Linked DNA regions of Sus scrofa: region 1 is linked to region 2. A link is a contact called in public promoter capture Hi-C data. All regions are on one chromosome and are shown on one strand. Each heading gives the region's core, a stretch centred on a gene start, on an enhancer-like site or on the middle of the called end of the contact. The rest is flanking DNA. Distances are from core to core; before and after follow the strand shown.

Region 1 (2,961 bases), core at 205-2,704, 270 kb after region 2:
CTTGTTTAGTGCTTGTGCTGTTTAAAAGTTTTGTGCATTGTCTTTATTATCTTTCTCATACTATTAGATGGAAAAGTCTTGTAGGAAAGTGGGCAAGCCTAAGAGGTTTAGAAAACAACCCAAACATAAGCCAATATTGAAGAGAAACTGTTTAGTAATCCAAAGAGACAATATGAGGAGTTCCCATTGTGGCTCAGCAGGTTAAGGACCCAACATAGTCTCCAGAGGATGCAGTCTGATCTCTGGCCTCAATCAGGGGGTTAAGGATCCAACCTTGCAGCAAGCTGCAGACTAGGTCGCAGATGCGGTAGGGATTTTGCCCTGGCTGTGGCAGGCCAGTAGCTACAGCTCGCATTCCACCCCTAGGAACTTAACTTCCATATGCTGAGGGTGGGGCCCTAAAAAGAATAAATAAATAAATAGCAAAGATAAATACAAGGCAAAGATAAATAAATAAAAAGCAAAGGAGTTCTCCTCGTGGCCAGTGGTTAATGAATCCGACTAGGAACCATGAGGTTGCAGATTCGATCCCTGTCCTTGTTCAGTGGGTTAAAGAGCCGGCGTTGCTGTGGCTGTGGCGTAGGCCGGCGGCTACAGCTCTGATTAGACCCCCAGTCTGCGAACCTCCATATGCCGCGAGAGCAGCTCAAGAAAAGGCAAAAAGACAAAAATAAATAAATAAATAAAATTTTTTTAAAAATAAAAAGCGAAGGCAGTACGATGTGAAGGAAAGAATTTGGGGTTGGAAATGAAGAAATCTCATTTCTAGTCCTGTTTCTGTCAATAATAATCTGTTTAACTTTCAGCCTGTCTCCTCTCAGACACTGCGCTTAAGAGGAAAGGAGGGGTATGACCTATACAGCTCAGTTCCACCGTAATACCAAATGAACTTGCTGGCTGATTCGGGAAACTTATTACTAACTGAGGGTGTACTTTTTCCAATTAATGCAACATGAGCTGCTGCCTCAAGCCGTCTTACAACGTCTGGGTTTGTACAGAACTTCACGTTACATACCTCATGCAACAAAGGGCATTTCCCATGTGAAATTTCGCCTATTGAAATTTGTTCTTAATCTTTTTGAGTGTGGACTTCTCCCTTCCACATTTATCCCTACGACAGCTCCATGTGCAACCAAGCTCGTTTTTCACACGAAGTTGAGAAAGGTGAGCACAGTGTGTTTGGAATGAGCCCTTCCTCGCTGGTGGCCCTGGCCCGGCGACAGATACCTCGACCCCTCACCTCTACTTCGGTTCCCCGCCGCATCCTCTGAAGCCCTATACTCCAGACTGACTGCCTATAAGGACGCTGCTGTCACCTACCCCGCTGGGTGGCCGGAACTCGGCCTCACTTTACGCCGTGTAAACAACATCCCCTACCGTCTCCGATCTCGGTGGCAATTCCTTCCTCAGCAGGCGGAAAACAGGTCGTTCCGGCTTCCGGGGCGCTGGAGGAAGTCCGGCCCCACGCAACAGCGTGAGGGGGCGGGTCGCGTCGAGGCGCCGCGCAGGCGCGTAAAGGATTAGGCGATGACGCCACTTCAATGGGCTGCTTACCACTCTGTAGGGTCGACTGGAGGCACGCAGTGTGGGAGGTTATTGCTGCTGTGTCCATGGCGGTGGGGACAGGCCTGGGACCCGTTCAGCAGGGCTTGAGAGAGCAGCTTGTAGACTCCATCTCAAAAAACAACCATATTCTCCCAACGGTGTCCTCCGGGAAATCGAAGCCCCTCTGCCCCCAGCTGTCCTCGTTTCTCGCTTCGCTCCACCTCCCCGTGCCGTTTTTAGTACCTTACTATCATTCGTTTATCAATGTGGGTCCATATCTTGTCGCAGTAATGGCTGTCATTTGCTGCATTGGTTGTGCATCTCACAGCAGTAGCTCATAAGTACCTGGTAATTCTTGACTACTGGACTGATGGAAATTTACTCATCCCTTTACCAAGGACAGGATTGAGCGCCTAAGTAGTCCTGAACTGGACTGTGGCTATGGCACTTTGGGGACCGGGAAGGTAAATTAGAAATTAAAATTGCTGTTGTCCTAGTATCCTAGGCTGTCATAACAGAGTAACACAAATTGAATGGTTTAAAACAACAGATATTTGTTCTCTCACAGTTTTGGAAGATGGAAGTCCGAAAAAAAGGGGTCATCAGGATCGTGTTTCCTGTGAGACTAGGTAAAACCCTTACCTTTTCCTAGTTTCTGGTGTGGTCCATCCCACAATCTTTGGCATTCTTTGGCTTGTAGTTGCCTAATTCCATTCTCTTAACTCTGCTCTAATGGTGTTCTATCTGTGTCTTATTTCTGTTTCATAATTAATCATAATTAAGTTCATTTGTATCGGTTTTTTAGATTCCGCTTATAAGTGATATCATATGATAGTTGTCTTTGACTGACTTCACTTAGTATAATAATCTTTACATCCATCCCGTGTTGCTGCAAAAGGAATTATTTCATTCTTTTTATGTCTGAGTAATATTCTCCCTCCCTCCCTCTCTCTCTCTCTCTCTCTCTCTCTCTCTCTCTCTCTCTCTATATATATATATATATATATATATATATATATTTGGTCTTTTGTCTTTTTAGGGCCACACCCATGGCATATGGAGGTTCCCAGGCGAGGGGTTGAATCGGAGCTGTAGCTGCTGGCCAACACCATAGCCACAGCAACAAGGGATCTGAGCCCAGTCTACGAACTACACCACAGCTCACGGCAATGCCAGATCCTTAACCTACTGAGTGGTGCCAGGGATCAAACCCGAGTCCTTGTGGATACTAGTCGGGTTTGTTAACCACTGAGCCACGACTGGAACTCCGAATATTCTATTGTTTATATGTACCACATCTTTATTCATTCACCTGTGATGGACATTTAGTTGCTTCTAAGTCTTAGCTATTGTAAACAGTGTTGCTGTGAACTTTGGGGTGCATGTATCTTTTTGAACTAGAGATTTCCTCTCTTT
Region 2 (2,700 bases), core at 186-2,685:
GTGCAACTAAACTTTCCCTTCTCTTATGAAGGAAGGGGCGTGTGAGTAAGGCTTCCTGTCGACCACCCAGTCTCCACCTGCACCTCTGGTGTTAACAACTCCTCTCTTAGATCATTCCTATCAATATTCAAATATGGCTAATTCTCATCCAGCTTATAAAAGAAATAAAACCACCTTAATGTCATCTGCTCCTCCAACACCAGTTGCTCCATAATGAAATCAAATTATTCCCTACACGTTATCTCTTTCCTCCTCTTTGCTGAAACTGCTGCTGTTGAGGTCACCAACACCTCTGATGTCTATTTTACATGTTCTCTCTGTGGCACTTCTCACTGTTGACCACTTAGCCCTGAAGTACCCTTTCTAGTTTACCATGTACTCCTATGTCTGGCCAGTGTCATTTGGTGCCTTCTCTTCTTTACTTTCCCTTAGGGTTCTGTCCTGGGCCCTCAGGCTCTGCACACTCTCTGAGTCTTTCTCTCATTCACTTCCATGACTTCAATTACCGTCCATTTCAGAGGGTTCCAAAATCCATCACCAGCCCAGATCTCTCAAGCTTCAGTTAGACATTCAGTCACCCTTAATATTTCTACTTAGTGTCCCACATATATCTCAAACTCATTATGTTCCAAACTGACCAATTCCCAAACCTGCTTCTCAGGCCCCAAACCTGGGCATCTTCCATGAATCTTCATCTTCATTCCCACCTCGTCATTCCCCAAACACCAATCATTCCAGCTCCTAAATATCCTCAAAATGATCAGCTCCCAATTCTCCATTCCCACTGCTACTACTCTGATTGAGGCCACTATCTTCCACTTAAATAGCGGATCTCCCTGCTTCTATTCCTCTATTGACCACACTGCAGCCAGTGATCTTTCTAAACACAACAAATTTGACTCCACCTATCCTTCGCTTCAAACAGTTCAATAACTGATCATGCCTCTGCCGACTTCAGTTGCCTCTCTTGCCACATTACACATCAGAATAGATTTCCTCTCTTTTTGCATTGTGGCATCCTCAGCGCCTAGCACAAGGTAGGTGCTCCATGGATACCAAAAGGCTAAGGCAGCACGAGGTTCTATATCCACTTGTGGGCCATAGGAAGCAGGGTGGGGCTCTGTCTGCACCTGCTGGTTGGCTGCAGCAGCGAGAATGCATGGCCCTGTGCACTCTGCCGCTCAGTCCAATCTTTTCTTCCCATGAGGTAACACAACCTCCCTATCCTCTGTGGGGGAGGGGGTGGGAGTGGTCACCAACTCGATCAGAGGCCAGCTCCCCATCTCTCCATCTCCTGAGCCCTTTTCTACGTGGAGAGGGCCCCCGTGCAGGTCCTGGGGTAACGAAGACTCCTACCCCCGCCGGCCGGAAGGTGTCGCCCTCGCGCCAGAGCAGAGGCGCAGACCAGCGGAGATATACCCACCCGCAGCGCACGCAGGCGCAGAGGGCTCTTCCGGCACCGGGCTGCCCTCGCCGCCCCCTCCTTGCCGGGGATGCTGAGCCTCCGCTGTGGGCTGAGGCAGTTCCCAGCAGGAGCTGGTACTCGAGCTGCCGCCAGCCTACCCTTGGGCGCCGAGATGCCCAAGAAAGCTGGCGCGACAAACAAGGCCAGTTGCAAGACCCATGGCAGCGGGAGGGTGGGGCGGCTGGAATGCTGGTTGGGGAGCGCGGGAGTGAAGAGGGATCCGTGGGTGGGTGGGAGCGCCGCCAGCTGCTTGTTGTCTCTGCGGTCCGGGGCTCCTGCCCCCCGCCTCACTCGGCCGCGCCCCGGTCCAGCGGGGGAGGTCAGCGCCCGGGCCGGCGGTGCGCGAGGCCCTCCCTGAGTTGCGTCTGCTGATCTGTCCGGCCTCTCCCTCTCTCTCAGGCCAGCGCTTCGTGTTTCGGCTGCTCCGGGCGGCCTCTGCTTCCCTGGGAGCTTGCATTCTGTCTATTCCCCTGGACTGGTTCTCGCACCTCTCAGTCCAGTATACACTACTCCCGCTTCCCTTCCGCCGTCTCTGAGGGGCTGACTCCAATAACTCTAAGACTGCCTCCTGCTGGGAGCTTCCCTGGTGTCCCAAAGGCCCGACTGCCTGCCCTTCTTTGCGTAGTGATGGCCTGTGCGTATCTCGTCGGCACTCTTAGCACGTGTGTTAAGTAGATTTATTCTTTCTCTCTGCAGTCCAAGCTCCTTGAGGGCAAGGACCATGTGTCCTTTTTTATCTTTATCTATCCTTTGCCTGCGTGCTGCCCTGGTGCTTAGTTTGTGTTTGTTGAATGGAAAGTTCATAGTACAGCTTCTGGCACATAGTAGTCCTTTAAATACCACTTCTTCCCCCCTCCATCCCCCGCAAACACACCGCTTCCAGCCATAGTTGCTCACAAACATGTATTAACTTATCCTGCTTGAAATACAAAGATTAGTAATAAATGGTATCTACTCCTGAGGAATAGGAAATACAAAGCAGACGGTAGGAACCAGCTCTAAGTCAGGTTTTCCAGGGCAGGAAAAAAAGCACTTTGTGGGGTTGATGGCAAGGCTTCATGGCAGAATTGATTTGAGCCATGAAGGATGTTGGAAGATCATTCTAGGGACCCGGAAATACCTGGACAGAACAGATTTGCCTAGTTTGTCCTGGTTAAGGATGAAAAGGAATTGTGGAATTATCAAATGTGTGGGAAAGTAAGGTTGTAGTGTGGTTGTTGTTGTCGTTTTAGGGT

What was found. Promoter capture Hi-C pulls out the DNA fragments that hold promoters and counts their contacts.
Region 1: a promoter capture Hi-C map of liver shows a contact between it and region 2, with 5 times the contacts expected there. The contact joins the promoter of AP3B2 here to the promoter of C7H15orf40 in region 2. A contact is called at or near these places in 2 of 5 promoter capture datasets (fetal liver and liver), 2 of 47 Hi-C or Micro-C datasets (heart right ventricle and skeletal muscle) and 1 of 2 datasets of contacts at active chromatin or transcription factors (alveolar macrophages).

The regions. Positions count from the first base shown.
Region 1 is chr7:52,201,195-52,204,155 of Sscrofa11.1, forward strand. It overlaps AP3B2 (AP-3 complex subunit beta-2), which reads left to right and starts at 1,455. Exons shown (of 30, transcript XM_021098893.1): 1 at 1,455-1,592; 2 at 2,114-2,174. It overlaps LOC102161631 (a long non-coding RNA gene), which reads right to left and starts at 1,456. Exons shown (of 4, transcript XR_002345779.1): 1 at 1,321-1,456.
Region 2 is chr7:51,927,914-51,930,613 of Sscrofa11.1, forward strand. C7H15orf40 (UPF0235 protein C15orf40 homolog) reads left to right here and starts at 1,436. Exons shown (of 4, transcript XM_001929182.5): 1 at 1,436-1,607; 2 at 2,698-2,700. The coding sequence starts at 1,494.